Linked DNA regions of Sus scrofa: region 1 is linked to region 2. A link is a contact called in public Hi-C data. All regions are on one chromosome and are shown on one strand. Each heading gives the region's core, a stretch centred on a gene start, on an enhancer-like site or on the middle of the called end of the contact. The rest is flanking DNA. Distances are from core to core; before and after follow the strand shown.

Evidence for each region. Hi-C and Micro-C count contacts between places; a contact is called where the count stands out from the background.
Region 1: a Hi-C map of fetal skeletal muscle shows a contact between it and region 2, with 2.8 times the contacts expected there. The contact joins two enhancer-like sites. A contact is called at or near these places in 6 of 47 Hi-C or Micro-C datasets (embryonic fibroblasts, fetal skeletal muscle, heart right ventricle and 3 more) and 1 of 2 datasets of contacts at active chromatin or transcription factors (skeletal muscle).

The regions. Positions count from the first base shown.
Region 1 is chr7:121,723,612-121,728,436 of Sscrofa11.1, forward strand. It overlaps LOC106504559 (a long non-coding RNA gene), which reads left to right. Exons shown (of 8, transcript XR_002346043.1): 5 at 155-326; 6 at 1,540-1,646. Among named protein-coding and RNA genes, the nearest start is that of RTL1, 15 kb to the left of the region's middle. Within about 2 kb of position 3,565, at least 12 of the 83 cell types and tissues checked have an H3K27ac peak or open chromatin away from gene starts, as enhancers often do. A contact at or near this core is called in fetal skeletal muscle, where this site is marked.
Region 2 is chr7:121,252,223-121,256,398 of Sscrofa11.1, forward strand. The region is part of intron 2 of WDR25 (WD repeat-containing protein 25); the gene reads left to right. Among named protein-coding and RNA genes, the nearest start is that of MIR9830, 15 kb to the right of the region's middle. Within about 2 kb of position 1,364, at least 20 of the 83 cell types and tissues checked have an H3K27ac peak or open chromatin away from gene starts, as enhancers often do. A contact at or near this core is called in fetal skeletal muscle, where this site is marked.

The DNA.
Region 1 (4,825 bases), core at 2,315-4,814, 470 kb after region 2:
CACCATTTTAACTGCTGTTATCAGAGTCAGGTGTCTGGTTCCAGATTTTTTTTTTTCTGTGCATTTGCATATGTATCTAAACAGACCTCTCGCATATAGGATTCTGTTTGCTTTTGACATAACCGTCTCACGGTGTACCTGTCTCTTTGCACAGCTTGGTTTTCTTCGCTCAAGGATCTGCTTGGGGATCATAGGGACCGACCCGGTTCCTTAGAGGGACACCTTAGTAGCCTGTAACCCGCACCCACCGGAGTTTAGTTAACCTCCTCGCTGCTGTCCTGAAAGTCCTGGGTCCTTAGCCGTGGGGCTGGCTTGTGGAGGCAGGTGTAAGTAATTGCTGAGGTCTGGATTGGAGGAGTGGGCTCAAGAGTGTTTATGACATTGTTACAGATGAATATACGAATGCATAAATTAGCAAAAATAAAAGCGGGACATGCCTGGACCAATGATGAGAAAGTGTTGATGAACAAAGGACCGTGATTAATCCAGTTCTGCGCAGAATACTGAGGTCCATTAAAAGACAATAGGTCTTGGCTATTGCATTCTTTTTAAGAGCTGTTTAATATTCCGGGGGGTGTTTGCACCGTTGGTGCTTAGAGCCTCCTCTATTGTTGAAAATCCCAGCTGTAGGTCCGCTGGGGGAGGCGAGTTGGTGCATATAGATGCTTTGGTCAGTGTACTAGTCGTGAAGGGGTGTGTGTGTGTGTGTGTGTGTGTGTGTGTGTGTGTGTGTGACCGGTTCAGGCGTGCTTGTTACATTATTTAAGAAAATGAATTAAAAAGATACATAAAATCAAAGTGGTCCTGGCACAGATAAATGAGGAGGGCATGTCACAAGCCGAGGTCTCAATGAATATGATTCTGCTGAACGGACGCCTGCGAAAAAAGATCTTAGCCGAAGCGTTTTTCTATTGCTAACAACCCTGCAATGAGCATTCTTGTAGCTGAATCTGTAAACACATCCCCGCTGACGGCTCTTTCACCCCAGCGTCTTAGAGGTGGGGTAGCTGGATTAAAGGGTTTGCAGCAAAGTTTATTTTCACTGAGTGATCTTTCTAAAATGCCATCTTGACCTTGTCACTGTCTTGCTTTAAATCCTCCATCTGACTTCCCGGAGCTTCTGGGATGTGGTCCAAGAGCCCTAGCCTGGCACGTAAGACCCTTCAGGGTCTGGCTAGCAGCTCCCCAGCCTCGTGCCCCCTCCCCACGCAGATGCACACACAGACACACACATTTCCCGGCTGGGCACACTGCAGCCCCTGCCAGCTCCCTTCTCTCTGCACATGCCCTGCCTTTTATCCTTTTCCCCAGCCAGCTTCTCCTCGGCCTGTGGGACCAGACTTGAAGTGTCCTCTGGGGTGAACCCAAACTTAGAGGCACCCCTGCCCCCCCACCTCATGCCAAAGTTCAGCAAAGTGTGGCCTGTGGAATCGTGATGCCTCTGACATCTCGCCTCTTCCAGGAGAACGTTCTGCATTTTTGTAGAATCCATGAAACTGGCCACATGTTAATCACCCCTTTCCCTTTGTCCCTTTCCAGGGCTCCTCAGCTCCTGTGTCGCTTGGCTCCATTTCGCCTAACTGAGAACTGCCTCTTGTTCACCTGGGCAGCTTCAGAGGACCTGGCGGTGCGCTCTGCGGCTCGGGGTGAGTCCCGGGAATGTGGTCAAACTGCAAACACACACCTGGGGGGCCAGCCCTGTCCCAGCTGCTGTGTCCCGCCCTCCTGGACGCACACACCAGGCTCCCCCCGGGTCCTGGAACCTGAGTTCTGGGGTCCAGGGGTCAGGGTGGTGCGTCTCAGGGTTGATGGGTCCGTGATGAGTTTGGGAGGCATGATCTCCTGGAAACGGTTGATTGTGTCTTTTGTGACCTGCTCTGTGCCAGAGGGAAATGGGTCTGGTTCTGGAACATGAGAAGAAAGAATGATCTAGCATGTGACAGCAGGGCCACAGTGGGGGTGTTGGTGGCACTCTGGAGAGGACAGGGTGAAGAGTGGTGTGTCTCCCTTTGGGGCTCGGTCATGTTCTAGAAAAAGCACGGGCTTCTGGGTCAAGGGGCGGGGACGCCAAGTGTGCATCACCCCTGGGGATCAAGTGCCCCAGAGGTTTGGGTCCCCTTTCTTTCCCTGCAGTGGGGGGTGGGGGGAGGTGCCCCAAGAGACTGGCCGTCTTGAGCACAACCCAGCGGCAGGGCGGAGAGCTCTGTGTCCCAGGCAAGTCCCCAAGAATGTCTGTGCCTCAGTTTCCTGATATCCCCCCCCAAGGGGGGGTATGGAGGGGCTGGGTGGGACCAGGACCGTGACATCCCCCTGGGCGGCAGCTGGCACTCAGTACCCAGCAAAAGCAGCCGCCTCTTCCATCTCATCCGGCCCCCGAGTGCTCAGCCCTCCCTGTGGGAACAGAGGCAGAAAGACCCACAGGGGGAAACAACACGGCTGAGCAGGAAAGGGACAGGCTGGCTGGGGGCTGGGGGCAGTCGCAGCTCTGCTCCCTTTGCCCCCGTGCCAGCACCTCCCCCCCCCATTTTCGCGCCGTCGCGGGGTGGGGGGCGGGGGAGGCGCGGGGCAGGCAAGGGGCTGCCCCCGCTGGTTTTCCTGGGGTTCTCCTAACAACTTTGGCAGTGGTTTATTTATTTATTTTTAGAAGTCTGTGTGACATGTCAGGCTGCTCTTCAGGCAGATTTTTTAGGCTCGTATTTTATAGACTTTGGCAAGGGCGGGCTCGGAAGGAACAGTGGTTCCAGTCTCCAGAGGTTAATCATTCCTGGAAAAACTTCTGGCTAAACCCATTTTCTTCTCCTAAATTTCACAGAAACTGCTCCCTGGGCCGGACCCAGCCTAAATGAGGTTTTGTGCACGGTGCAACCTTACCTGGGGGAGCGTGACTTGCCTTTCACACAAAAGTGCACTTCCGAGGGCCACCAGGCACAAAGGCTCTTCCTTCCTAAAGTTTCTGTTTATTGACCCCGAAGAGGGGGCGGGGGCAGACACACTTCTCGGGGCGGCGGCGGCGGCGGGGGAGCCGGGCTCCGTTTGGGTCTGGGGTGACAGGTTGGTGGCAGCCCCCTTCTCCAGCCTGCCTGCCCTCTGCGGGGAGGGGGGGGGGCGGGGGCGGGGGCTGCTCTGTGGCCTCTGCCCAGTTAGAGATCTGGGGAGATGACTTTGCAAATCCATATGAAAGCTCTCTCTCGAACCTCTCCCGCGAGCCCGGACCGGAAGCCCTTATTTGAAAATTTCGAAGTGCGTGATGTCTTGTGCGCATCCCCGTCCGCCCCGCCCGCCCGCCTGCCCGCAGTGTCGCGCCGCAGAGGCCGTGACGCACTTGTAAATACTTTACCAAACATTTTCAAACCGGCAGTTTCAAAGCAGTCTTTTAATTGATTAAAACACCAGCAACGACGGAACATACCAACACACTCTCCCGCGGCTCCGAGAGAGCAAACGGTTTCTCCCAGGGCTGCTGGCAGCTCTCGAACCCGGGGGTCCGGGCCCGTCTGTCTGTCTGTCTGCGGGGAGCCCGCGCGCGCTCTCCACCTGCGACACCATGCTGCCCCCCCACGGCGGGCTGGAGCAGCTGTCGGGACCCCGAGGCTGACAGACAGCGCCGGACAGATGGGGCTGCCAGGGCCGGGCCAGTCAGGCAGCAGTGACAAGGGGCTGTGACCCTCGGTCCCCGGGTCCCTTCGCTTTCTCTGCTCCCGGGAGGGTGGAGGTGCAGCCCTTCCCCCCAGGCAAGGCCAGGCAGTGCCAGGCAGCCTGGTCATTTTAGACAAGGACTCCAGGCTGGCCCCTCAGCTAGCCTGTCGCTGTCTCTCTTTCTCTTACACACACACACACACACAGGCACACGCACGTGTACACACACACACACACGCTCTATGCTTGTGCTGGGAACAAAGACAAGCAAACTCCTTTAGAAATTGCAGACCAGACCCTCGTCTAGTGGGTCCCATGATAAAGGCCCTGTCCACCCAGAGTTGCTGGGAACCAAGCCCCCATGAATGGGCCCGGAGGGCCAGCGCCCTGCTCTGGCATGGACCACATTCATCAACCCCCAGGCCCCTCGGCCCCGTCACTGGGCAAGGGGGCTTTCGGGAGTCCCCAGGGCATCCGAGTCACTGTCCATTGGCCGGACAAATCGTGGCTGCGGCCCAGCCTCCAGAAAAGGGCCTTGCTTTTCCCATGAGCCGGCCAGCCCCTCAACTCACCAGGCGCCCCCCTCTTTCTGTTCCCCCCTCCCTCCGCCTGAGGAGGCTGCCCCCACCCTCTGCACCAGCCTGTTGCCCCAGAGAGGACCCAGGCCAGAATCCCTGGGCCTGGGAGCCGGGGCGGGCACTTGGCCACTCCAGGTGGCCGGGCCCTTGAGATGGGGAGTTGGCTGCAGGACAGCCCCCCACCTCCCCCCGCTGGCCCCGCACTCACCCCCATTCTCTGCTCCTCTCCCTCACTGCCTCATTGTGACAGAAGTGCTCCACCGGCCATCTCCGTGCCTTTGCCTTGGGCTCAGGGCAAGGTACGGGGGGGAAGTCCGCGCATCCTTGCTCTGACCCCAGCCTGCCTCCTCCGCGGCCAGCCCCGCTCGGGACTTAGCGGCTGTAGGAGCTTCTCCGAGGCCTAGACGTGCGGGCTGCCAGCCCGGGCAGGGAGCCGCACTGCAGCCTCCCGGCCAAGAACCGGCCTGCCTCTCTCTGCTCAGATGCCTCCTGTAACAGGGAGCTCCCTTTCTCCCTGAGCAGCCCGCTCTGGGCTCGCACACCGAGTGCTTTGCCGAGCCCTCCCTGCTTGCTGCATCTGCCTCCGCGGCTCCGACGCAGCCCCCTCGCCC
Region 2 (4,176 bases), core at 114-2,613:
AGAATGGCTGGCGTGTGGGTGCGCGTGCGCCCGTGCACGCGGAGAACATCTGCTCCCATCTGCACTTGACAGAGGCCCAGAGAGGGGCAGACGCTGGCCCGCCAGCACACAGCGAGGTCAGGTGGGGGGTGCCCTCGGCGTCTTCCCTCTCGGCCCGCATCTGCTCCTCTCCCTTCTCGTCCTGTGGAAGTCCTCCTTCCAGGGAAAGTTCCTGGTCCCCTGAGTTGTCACGGAGTGGGGAGCGGGGGCTTCAGGCTGGTCCACAGCAGGGCTGCCGAGCCTTGGGGAAGAGCCGGGAGAGCCGGAGCTGGAACCTTCTCGTGGGCAGTGAAGTTTTGACACTCCTCTCCCCCACACGAAAGCTGCGACGCTCCCGAGGCCAACAAACGAGACATTTCCCACTTCTGGTGTGCTTCCCAGAAGGGCCGCGTAAGCTTGTGCTTTATAGGAAAAAACCTCGGGCTGGAAGAGGAATCAGAAGGGAAAAGTGTGGCAGAACCCAGGCTGTGTTTTCTCCTTTTTGAAAACTTCATTCAGTTCAACTTCCACAGTTCAGTGTCCCCAGTGCCAGATGCTGATGGGGAGAAAGCAGGGCCGGGTGAAGGCGCGGACTCTGTCCTCGGGGAACCAGTCTCGTCCAGGCCCATCCTGCATCATTAAGGGAAGAATAGAGCAATTTGGGAAAATGCTTTTAATGTAATTGAAAAACGCAGATTGCAAAATTGGCACACTTAGGGGTTGAGACAGTCTAGTAAATTATTTCTTGCTGCTTTTAAAACTTGGATGCAGAAGACTCTTAAAGGCCCCTGTCTAGTGCCCATGATGGCTTTGTCCTTCTCCTTTTTGGGAAAAAAATGGCAGAAATGAAAGATGTCACCGTAGACCTTCCGCTCGGATCTGTCGACTGCGAGTGTTCCGCAAGCCGCGCTTCCTTCTCGTCTCTTTTCCCACGGGCGCCCGCTGCTTTTATGCTCCATCGAGGCCTTTATTTTGATAGTCAGCGTTAAAAAACTTTGAGGTGGCCATGTCCCCTCCCCACCGCTAGTCTTTTTACCCCTTAAAAGAAGGAGTGGGCTAAGTCACTCCACCCTCTTCGCCTCTGCTCCTGGCTTCTGCTGGGTGGAGTCTGCTGCAGACCCCAGGGCCTGGGGGGTGGAGCAGGACGCGCGGGGGGCGGGGCGGGGGGGGCAGAGCACTTGAGTGAGGTCCGTGGGGTCAGCCCAGCCTCCCTGAAAGCCTTTGGCAAGCTTCCTGAAGTTTCTTTCCACGGCGAGATAAAAGAGCGAGCCTCAGGCCCCCTCACAAGATAGCGTGGCCCAGAGTGAAAGGGAGGAGGAGCAGCCGGGCCTCAGACCCCGGCCCGGCTCGGGCGGCTCTGCTCTGCCGGGGGCCCTGGAGCCAGTGCAGGCCTGTCTTCGCTCACTGTCCTCCTCCCAGGAGGCCCAGGGCTTGGACGTGGGGACTCTGATGAGCTGGCTGATCTGGATGTCCCTGGATGGAGCTTCTAATTTCCTTATCTTTTCTCTCGAGTTTTCTATCTCTTTGCCTTTCTGTTTTATTCTTCTGGGGAATTTCCTCCACTGTATCTTTCAGTCCCTTTTTTTCCTCCTGGGATTTTGTTATTTCTGCTGTCACATGCTTCAAGTTTTCTACCGAAGTATAACATGTATGCAGAAAACTGTTCTGTTCTCTCATATTTTTACATTCTGAGAGCTGTTTTTTTTTTTTTCTGAACATTCCTTTTAAAAATATTTATAGTATTTTATTTTTTATTGCAGATGTACAAGGTCTTTTCTTAGCTCGCGAGTTCTTTGGAAGTTTTCCTATGTTTTCTGAAATGTTTCTCTTTTCTGCTCCTTTTGTCTTTTTGTTTTGGTGTCTGTGCTTCATGTTAGAGATTTTCTCCTGCTCATTCTGATTCAGAAGGGAGACTTGACAAAGCTGATCTGACCAGAGGCTGAGAGAGAGAGAGAGAGAGAGAGAGAGAGAGAGAGAGAGAGAGAGAGAGTGTGTGTGTGTGTGTGTGTGTGTGTGGCTTGTCCACAGCGAGGTCGTCATGGAGTGATGAGATGAGCTGGCGTTCATTGCAGGACCCCCAAATGTGAGCATCTCTAATTATCTTCTCTTAGCCCGGTCAGTTTCCCAGCAGGGCCTCCCACCCCCTGGGGTGGGCTCGCCGGCTGGCTGCCCGCATCCTGGCTCTGAGCTGGGCGGCGGGCTGGGTCTCTGTTTAGTATGCAGACTTCAGCCCACGCTGTCCTCCAGCGGGTCTCACTCGTGTGTCACGCACGTCTCTTCCTTTCAGTGCCCAGATCGACTTCATTCTTCTTAGCGGCTCCAGAGCCGTCCGTCCGTGGCTCACACCATCATTCATGTGCAAATGGGATCGTGTCTTCTTTCCCTCGACAGCGCCAGAATTATTACGTTTTTAAACGTTTGCTAATCTAGTGGCATCTTGTTTGAGAACCAAATGAGTTCATTTATGTGCAGTTCTTTGAGCACTGAGCCTGGCACCTCATTAATGCTGAATAAGTGTTTGGGGTCTCGGTTCTTGTCCATTAATCTCCAGTAGTCTTGGTGTTTTTTGTTTTTTTGTTTTTTTTTCTTATCCCAGCAATTTACATACTAACAGTATTGACCTGTCAAACTCCCCCACCCTGGGTGTTGTTCGCTTCTGAGTTTTGCTATTTCATTCTTTTACTTTTTGCAGAGGAAACCTAACATTTTGTGTGTGTGTGTGTGTGTGTGTGTGGTCAAGTCTATGGGCCTTGTCCTCCCCACCCTGGGATCTGATAGTCGCCTATACATGACCTTCCTCTAGCAGTGATTAGCTGGAGCCAGTTTCAATTCTCGTCACCTCTCCCCGGCGTTGGGCGTTGCGTGGGTCCGGGCAGGCCGCGCGGGCCGTGATGGATGGGCGCCGGGTGCCAGGGATCAACGGGCAGATGAAGGAGCAGCCACGCTGTGTAGCACTGGCCTGCGCTGACGCTGGCCACTAATGACTTCAGACGGCCTTCTTCTCACCCGGCTTATTCCGCGGGGCATGGATATACCAGGGCCACCCAAACCATTCCTCAAAAAAGAAATGCTTGTGGCTGAAAAGGAAATACGCACACACCATGGAAAAACCAGAAAGGCATAAAGAAAAAAATTGTCTGTCATTTCTCCATCCAGAGGCAAGGACGGTAGACTTTTTGGTATATTTCCATCCACTCTTAAAAAAAAAAAAAAAGCGACATAGTTGAGTTCCAACTGTCCATGTCATTCCAAATCCTTCTCCCTGCCTGCTCCAGCAGCCGTTTCTAACGCCGTAATCCACTGCAGTGGTTTTCTGCTGCGGTAATTTACTGCGGTGGTTTTCAGTGTGTCTGCAAACCCCTAGGGGTCCTTGAGAGCCTCTCAGGGGGCCTGTGGGGGTGAAAATTATTTTCATAATAGCACCTAGGAGTTACTTGCCTTTTCACTCTCGTTCTCTCATGAGTGTACGTGGAGTTTTCCAGAGGCTATGAGACATGTGCTGTTAGAATTGATTAAATACAGAAGCAGCTCTGAGAATGCAGCTGTCTTGTATTAAGCTGGCCGTTAAAGAGATGGCAAAAAAGTCAACAGTGCTTTCTCTTTTTTTTCCGCCTTGGAAAATATATTTTTCACAGGAAATATGTTCTTTGTGTTACCCTGTAACGGGTTTCTTTTTGTTACTTCTACATAATGAGTAATTATTGTAAGTGTCCTCGGCTTTAATTTTTAATATGCTGGATGTGGATAGATAGGACCCGCATAGGTGGCAGCTCTTCGAGCCCTTGCTCACCTTAGAGAGGGGAAGGGGGGCCGGAGGGTTTGAGAACCACGGTTTCATTCACGCTCGTGAGTCCATTTGGGGCACGTATGTGTTGTTGAAAACAGTGTCACGTCCCAGCACTGGTGCGTGAGCACAGGTCGGCCCCAGCTGTGACTCCCTCTCCTGGGCCGGATTTCCAACCTGCGCCACCGAAACACAATCCTAGAGGGTCCAAGCCTCCCTCAGTCCCGCTGCCCCTTCTCCCTGCACCCCCTCCCCATCGCGCCCTTTGCGAAGATGATTTAACAGCATTACAAAATGATGGGAAGAAATCTCCCAATTCTAACATACACTAAAATCATGATTATCCTTTTAACACCCTCTCAATCAGTTTCTGG